2 separate regions of the Mus musculus genome follow, and region 2 is linked to region 1. The links are chromatin contacts, called in public Hi-C maps. All regions are on one chromosome and are shown on one strand. Each heading gives the region's core, a stretch centred on a gene start, on an enhancer-like site or on the middle of the called end of the contact. The rest is flanking DNA. Distances are from core to core; before and after follow the strand shown. Region 1 overlaps Gm36574 (a long non-coding RNA gene). Region 2 overlaps Scmh1 (sex comb on midleg homolog 1).

The links. Hi-C and Micro-C count contacts between places; a contact is called where the count stands out from the background.
Region 2: a Hi-C map of uterus shows a contact between it and region 1. The contact joins two enhancer-like sites. A contact is called at or near these places in 1 of 39 promoter capture datasets (the C10 cell line), 3 of 15 datasets of contacts at CTCF or cohesin (the NIH/3T3 cell line, large pre-B cells and pro-B cells), 34 of 484 Hi-C or Micro-C datasets (the 3T3-L1 cell line, the AML12 cell line, the HL-1 cell line and 17 more), 5 of 115 datasets of contacts at active chromatin or transcription factors (bone marrow-derived macrophages, embryonic stem cells and large pre-B cells) and 2 of 9 other capture datasets (embryonic stem cells and pancreatic islet).

What each region holds. Positions count from the first base shown.
Region 1 is chr4:120,379,297-120,383,512 of GRCm38.p6, reverse strand. The region is part of intron 3 of Gm36574 (a long non-coding RNA gene); the gene reads left to right. Among named protein-coding and RNA genes, the nearest start is that of Gm36574, 16 kb to the left of the region's middle. Within about 2 kb of position 2,617, at least 116 of the 459 cell types and tissues checked have an H3K27ac peak or open chromatin away from gene starts, as enhancers often do. A contact at or near this core is called in the NIH/3T3 cell line, pancreatic cancer cells and uterus, where this site is marked.
Region 2 is chr4:120,485,124-120,488,879 of GRCm38.p6, reverse strand. All of the region lies in intron 10 of Scmh1 (sex comb on midleg homolog 1), which reads right to left. Among named protein-coding and RNA genes, the nearest start is that of Slfnl1, 45 kb to the left of the region's middle. Within about 2 kb of position 1,664, at least 50 of the 459 cell types and tissues checked have an H3K27ac peak or open chromatin away from gene starts, as enhancers often do. A contact at or near this core is called in the NIH/3T3 cell line, pancreatic cancer cells and uterus, where this site is marked.

The DNA of each region.
Region 1 (4,216 bases), core at 1,368-3,867:
TAGCTCTTCTTCCCTCATCTGGCAAGCCTAGATTTGTGTAAAGCCTGTGATTTCTGGTACATTTGATGGGTTAATTCTGTACACATTTATTGAGCAGGTTTTTGTGCTTTGTTTTGGAGGCAACAAGAAGAAGAAAGCCCTGTCTGTGTTTAGAGGACAGTTATCAAGTAGAGGTGAAAAGCAGATACTAATGACATCACATTTGTATCTAAGTAAACCTAGCAAAGTAGACAAAACACTGCCAGAAGATGGTCTGGGAGAAAGGACCTGCTAAGGAATGGGGTGGGGAGTGTCAAGATGTCTGAAGTATGAGTTCACCATGCAATCTCAGATGTCATGACCATGGAGGTATGGGTCAGAAGAACACTATCATCATGTCACCTACCAAGCAAAGAAAATTTTAGAGTAGAGCCCAAATCTCCAAGTATGTAAAGGCAATGTTGGGCAGTCATGAAGATGGACTCACGGCTGTTGTTTTTCATTTTTCATCTTGTATTATCTGTGGTCGTAGTGCTTTGAGACAGGGACTCCCAGTGGCCTGAGCTTGCCAAGTGGGCTAGGCTAGCTGGTGGCAGCTCCAGAGCTCCATCCACCTATCTCCAGCTCCCTAGATCGGGTATTACAAACACATGCCATCACACGGGCTCTTGTTTATCTTGGTTCTGGGGATAGAGCTTAGGTCATTATGGTTTCAAGATAGGTACTTTGTCTATTAAATTATCTCCCTAGCCTGATACCTGTCATTTGTGATCCAGGAGGAGCCAGTATCTTGTCCCTTTGCTAATTCACACTGCATTTGTTAACTTAGTTATATGGAAACCTACTTAGGACCTGGCACACAATAAGGGTCTTTGTGAGTACTGGCTAGTGTAGTCCCAGCTTCACAAACTGGACCTCACAGTAATAGCCCAGTTTAGGATTTAAGTTTCCACATAGCAAAGGTATCATAAACGATGAAACTTAGGGTAGAACAATGCTCTTTGGGGATCGCTTTGTCTTAAGAATGTCAAATTTTATTGACATTGTAAATCCTGGTGATCTTATGAGGAATGTGCATGTCAAACAGATGACTTCAACAGCTGCTTTGTCTGCAGCTCTGTGTGCAATAGTGGTGCAGATTTACCTTGCAGGAATTAACACAGCCCTGCCTGTAGTGAGCCAGGCTTTCACGTGGTCAGTCTCGGTGGCTTAACAAAAGGAATTAAGTAGCATGCAGGCCCAATGTATTTTTTTTAAATGAACACAAATTACCATCTATTAGGAACTAAACAGTTTGCAGAGGTTCTTTCAGATGAAGACTTTCACGTTCTTATTTTTGAAGAGAGGAAAATGTATGCCAAGATGAATAACTTGCCCATGGTGGCACATCTATGAAATAACAAAGACTGGTTTATCCTGCCAGTATCTTTGGAGGTCACAACCACATGTTTATGGTAACCTTTGAGACCATCTGACCCGGTCCTTTTTTCCTGGTGACGTTGAATACCACTGAGGGTCACTAAGATTACTCGCCAGTTCTAATGAGACAATGTGACCCTGGGTGTGGGTCTCCTGACCCTGCTTAGTGACCTCTTTGCTTCCTTATTTTAAAAGAGCCTAATACATAGACCCACTGCGCATCTCAATGCCTAGTTTGTGATAGATGCAATTGTGGGGAAAAGAGCAGTCTTGGACTTGGGCCAGAGAGATGGCTCACGGGGTAAAAGGGTAAAGGCACTTACCAATGAGCCTGGCAATCCGAGTTCAATTCCCAGAGCCCACAAGATAGCGGAGAACTGATATCTGCAAGTTGTCCTTTGGCCTCCATATTGTGTGCTGTACATAAGCACATGTGCACACACATGCCACAGACACAATAATAATAATAATAATGATAATAATAATTTTTTTAGATACTTGGACTTGTAGAAAGAGGTTCTAAAACCAAATCTTACTTCAATTGCTCACCTAGTAGCTTTAGTAACCTTAAATGAATGTTACTTCCTGGTTTCAGCTTCCATTTTCCAGATAAGGAATAAGGGCACATTGCATCTTAAGGACTGAATTAGAATGGTTGCACCAGAAGGGGCATGAATGCTGAAGACACGGGTCCCTGCCTTCTGCCCTCTGCTCTCAGGATGCACAGCAAGGCTGGCACACAGCGGGAGCTGGAGGGCAACAGGGAGCAGGCTTTGTTGACAGGCCAGACAGTGACTGTTAGGACAGCTAATGTGTCTTTGGCTCCATCTAGCTGAGTGCTCTTCTTAAGGCCATTTCAGGAGCAAGCAATTCTCCCCAGAAAGGCTGGCCTGCAGAAACAAATGATGAACAATAGGTGGCGGTAGAGACCTTTCAGGAAGAGGAGAGACCAGGAACCTGGCGAAATCTGTAGCCAGAGGTTTCACTCTTTTGCTTCTAAGAAGGGAGGGTCTCTGGGGACCGTGAGTCAGGCCATTCTGCTTCTGGGAAGGGGGAGGCACACTTTTGGCAGACGAAGTATTCACAGCCACCCTCTCAGACCTAGCTTTGTATCACACTGAGTGGAAGAAGTTAAATCATTTCCCAACGGGATATAGTTGAGAGTTGGCTCCAACCAAGGCCACTGCTTCCAAATCCCACACTCATCCCAGAGAGTTCATGCCTTCCAGCCAGTGACTCACTCTTGCAACACAGCCTCGTGCTCTCAGCAGTGGGGAGCTCTGTAGTGTTTGAGGATAATGTGCAGTCTCTCTCCGTGGTGGCTGATTTCAAGCTTTCGTAGGACATCATGGAGCTCAGAGTTGAGAAGTCAGCGGTCACTGCTCAAGAGTCTGAGTGGCTCAGCACAGGGCATCCACATGAAGAATGAGGAAGTGTGGCCTTGAACGGCTTCACCAGGCAAAGTGTAGACTTACTTTTCTTTTTCTCATTCATCCTTGAGTATGCATTTCAAATCCCCCTTTAATCCTGCAAAAGTCTTAGTCTTTGCCGCTTTAATTTTGCTTCTCTGGCAATCCCTCCGTTCCGGAACCCCTCTATAGCACTTTCCAACCTGCATCCCTGAGCTGCTAGGGCCATACAATGCTACTTGCTTCCCAGTACCTAACCTCACTTTCCTTAGCAAATAAAATCTATCCTTTAATTAGGTGCATGGCCTCTTAGAATAAAGCCACACTCTCAGTAGTTCTAGACTGAATGCAACCAGGAGCCTTGGAGAAACATCTTTAATGCAAATGAGTGTGTTGGCCCTTGGCCTGTTTCTTTCTATTTGAAAGATGTGTGAGTTGGCTGGAGTAGGGGCAGCACTGGAAGACTTTATGCAGTTGTCTTAGTCCTACACTACATAAGGCTGGACCACTCTGGAAGGAAGTTGCATCTTGGTTAAGCTATGGTTCTTTTCTATTTATCTCCATTCCAGTTTCCAAAAGCAAACTCTGAAACAAGGATTTGCATGCAAGCAGTTTACTGAAGGGATGGACCCAAGAAACACAGCTAAAAAGTCCCATGAGACAGGAAGGAAAGACTAACAAAAGATTAGGCCATGAGCAAGTTATTGCTGGATACAACTGACTCTTATCCTGACAAGACAAGGCTATGAACTGTCTTAAGGTTTTTATGGAGCTGTGACTAGACACCATGACCACAGCAACTCTTATAGAGGAAAACATTTAACTGGGGCTGGCTTACAGGTTCAGAGATATAGTCCATTATCATCATGGCAGGAAACATGGCAACGTGCAGGCATTCATGGTGCTGGAAAAGTAGCTGAGAGTTCTATAGTTGGATCAGCAGCCAGCAGGTGGACAGCGTGACCACTGGGCCTGGCTTGAGCACTTGAAACCTGAAAGCCCACCCTCAGTGACACTCTCTGACAATGCCACACCCACTCCAACAATGCCACATCTCCTAATCCTTTCAAATAATGTCAATCCCTATGAGCCTTTGGGGGCCATTTTCATTCAAACCATTAAAAGGACCCAGTGCCAGATGGAACCTAACTATCCCACCAGTTCAAAGGAAACCAAAGCATTTAGCCAAGAGCTGATGCCTTCTGCTGTTCCAGCAGCTTTTCTGGGGCTACCTGCTTTCCCCTTTATAAACTGAGCACGGCTTTGTGGTCAGAGATGCTGTCCTAAATGACTGCTTAGGTCACTCAGGGGAATGTAGGCTGTTCACTGACACTATGTACAAACCAACTTTCCCCAGAACATTATTTATTTCCTGTGTCCTATAATTTGACTCTTGCATCCTAAGTGAA
Region 2 (3,756 bases), core at 415-2,914, 110 kb before region 1:
GTCTGAGGACAGCTACAGTGTACTTACATATAGTAAATAAATAAATAAATCTTTAAAAAAAAAAAAATAAAGCATATACTATTTTAGATTTGTTTCACTTAAAAATGACTAAGCTAAAAAAAATAAAAGCTGTTGCCTCATATAACCACGAATCCTGAATTAGTTGCCTACTTGTTAGCTGGTGCCATGAGTTTAGTAGCTAACAGGCCTATGCCTGGCTTAGTAAAGGAAAGGAGAGGCTGTAGGATTCTTTCAACATAGACAGAGATGAATAGTAGGGGAGCTGACTATCTGGAATCAAGTAGGAGACAAAGTCATGAGCCACTGGCTACCTGTTCCCAAGTTCATTAATACATGGGACTTTTAGAGGCTAAGGCTCTTCAAAGCTCTAGTTAAGCTACTCTCATTCAGAATTATTTGCTTAAAGACAAAACAGGTGTGTGGTCTCACTGAGCCTAGAACCTACTTTAGAGTTCTGTTAGTATAAATACTGTCTTTTTCCTCTACCAGGACCTGGAAGCTTAAATCCAGGATCGCAAATGAAGCTTTGAATAGTACAGGCATGTGGAGAAGAATTTAGAGTATGCGGTGATATGTGGGGATGATGTATACGGGCACTGTGGCTCAGGCCTGATAGTTGTCTCTTCCTGCCTTGTATATCATATACCAAGTCATTTTAAGCTTCAGTTTTCTCATAAGTAAAATGTATCTGAAATTCATTATGCCTAATTTAGAGTTAAAGGGAAAATTAAATGAAACAACATGTGTGAAATAACATTAAGTAAACATACCTTTTTCTTACCACAACAAGAAACATTCCTATTTTACTTTGAATTTTTAAACATTGCATTCTAATGACCAGAAGGTAGGAAAGATGGAGGAGACATAATAATCAGAAAGGAGAACAGACTAATAGGCAGAAAAGATCTTGTTCTGTGGAATGGATTGCATAATCACATTCCTTTCATACTGTGTCAGTTGCTTCCTAGTCAGGGCGGGAAGCTCAATAAATCTCTTGCTTTGGGACCTACTGAGGCAGGAGGGAGGAGACAAAAGCATTACTGGAGGAAAGAGGAGTGATAAATGCTGAAAATGCTGTGGAAGAAGGTCTCTGCTCCCTGAGCCTGGTCTTTCTGGCCACCTGTCATTGAAATAAAGTCTATGGCTTTCTAAAGGACAGGCTGCCCTCCTACTCCCCTGGAAGCATCAGCACAGAGTCCTGCTTCTTATCCACTAAGGATGCAGTCAGAAAGGGATGTGTAGTTAGCAGTGCCTATCAGTGGCCTGACTGACTGGTCTAGATTTCCCAGGAACAGAACAGACTTTTCTAGACAAGAAGTCTTACTTCTGAACAGAGCCTGAGGAACAGCACTTATCTGGTTTTAGTTTTAAGTAAACAAAAATAAATCAACCACCACTTCCAAGGCACTTGCAAGTTGGGGGACGGCAATACCTTTCTTACACTGATCTAGGACATATGTTTCTTGCAGCATACAGAAGAGTGACACTTTCCTGAGATTAAAAAGCCTGTTTCCCCTTATCTTGGTTCAAGATCCCTCTACTTCAGCACCACTAACTGGCATTCTCATTCCACTTCACACAACTGTACAGTACAGCTGTGCTGGGGCACAACCAGCAATCCATTCCCTTCTTGTTGCCAAATAATATTGTAGTAAGTGAATATATAGAAATACATCTGTTCCTGGGCTGTGATGAACAGTACTGCTAAGATACTCATGTTTTATGGAAATGTGTTTTCTGTTTTGGGGAGTATATACCCGGGAGTGGAAATTCTGTGTCATACAGTAACTCCATCCAGCTTCTGTGATTTCCAAACTCTTTTCTAACCCTGACAGCAACGAATGAAGAGTCCAATTGTTCTACACCTTCCACTACACTCATCACTATCCATGTTCTGATTACAGCAACGAGTGGCTGTGAAATGGCACTGCAGTGTGATTAGCATTTCCCAAATGACGAATGGTGCTGAGCATCTTTCCCAGGCCGTATAGGCCATTTGTTCTCTGGAGGAGTATCTACTCAAATAATTTGCCTGTTTATAAGTTAGAATACAAAGTAATAGTTTCAGTATAGCATTTTTATACATGCATATAATTATATGTTGTTTTTCTTCACCCCCTCCCCCGCAGCATTCCCACATCCCTTCTTGCTGGCTTCCTTACCCCTTACGGATAGTCACACCTTCTGTTTTTGTGTTGCAAGTATTACATTATTGCCACATTTCCCTTATTTCCTCCCTTCAGCTTTCCCTAGTATGACCCTCTCCACACACACACAAAATATATTCATTTGCTAACAGACATCCTGTCTATTTTAAAATTGGCTTATCTTTTCTATCCCTGAGCTGTAAGTATTCTTTTATATTTTAGAAAGTAATTTCAAACAATGAATCAAATCTCTTCAGTCTTTGTAGGCACATCTGACCTGTGGCCAGGTTGCATGAATGCAACTCAGAATATTTTTAGGCAATAATTTGAAAACAATGATATCTGTTCCCCAATTAATTTAGAACAAACATCAAAACTGCCACTCAGGCTTATAAATGATCAGGCCACTGCCTGCCTCTACAGCACCTATTCACACCGCCTTCCCCCTCAGCTACATACTCTAGTAAGAACATCTTCATTTTGCTCATGTATGTTATTAGCCACACAGTGTCAGTGGTTTTCTCTGTATACTTGTAATCTTTTTCCATACATGGCTCCTTCTTATTCCCCAAGGTTGCAATTGAAAATTTTACAAACTTTCCTGAAAAAGAAAATTCTCCACAAATAAATCTGGGGGGATGATAGACCTATAGCATTTTTTTTCAATGATAGCAATGGTACCATGGATGTGTATTTATGTTAGGATTTTTTTTCAAAATATACATTTAAAACATGACCTTCTTTGTGTTGATTGAAACCGGGATCTTGCTCATGCTATGGCACATATACCACCGAACTTGTGATAGCTCTATCCACTGGAGTGACCGTATTTCATGAAAGTAGGAAGACTGTCCATTTGTGTCACTGCTGAATCCTCAGCTTGGTTTACAGTTGGCATCCAATAAATAGATAATTAATCAATGTTTTGTATAAATGTTTAGAAAAGAAATGCTGAAACAATAGAGTAATTTTCCATTCTTTCAGATTTACTAATATGCTTTAGACTTAAGATAATGGAGCTATTATTTTTGCTCCCAAGAGTATCTATCTTAAAATCTCTCTTGGATATGATGAACCAGCCTGGCTCCATCTTAGGCTTGAAAGCCATCTCATAGTAAAGACAAACTAGGTTCATTCCTGTTAATGATTTAATCTGTTTTCCAAAGATTGAGCTGTTCCAGGAAATGGCAACTGTACCTTTGTTTCAGGAGCTTGTGATGATCACCTTGTTATGTTCATGTTCTGCTTCTGCAACCCCTTCCTATTTGCCTGCCACCCCCCCACACTTCTCTGCTATAAAAAGTCTTATCTCACCTATGTCCAATTCTCATCTCTTGATCCCTACCTTTAAAGGGATCCAGCCTGTGTACGTTTAAAAAAAAAAAAAAAAGCTTGTTTTAATTAATTTGGCCATGATCTGGGTCAGTAGTCTTTCTCCTTACATCTGTAAAATTAACAGATGATCTCTACTATCATTATTATAAGCATTGTTGTGTATGTGGCGCTACTGTAATATGGTGTACATACTCCTGCATTTGTATGGTTAATTTTATAGCAATGGTATTATAACAATGCTGATGTAGTCTAG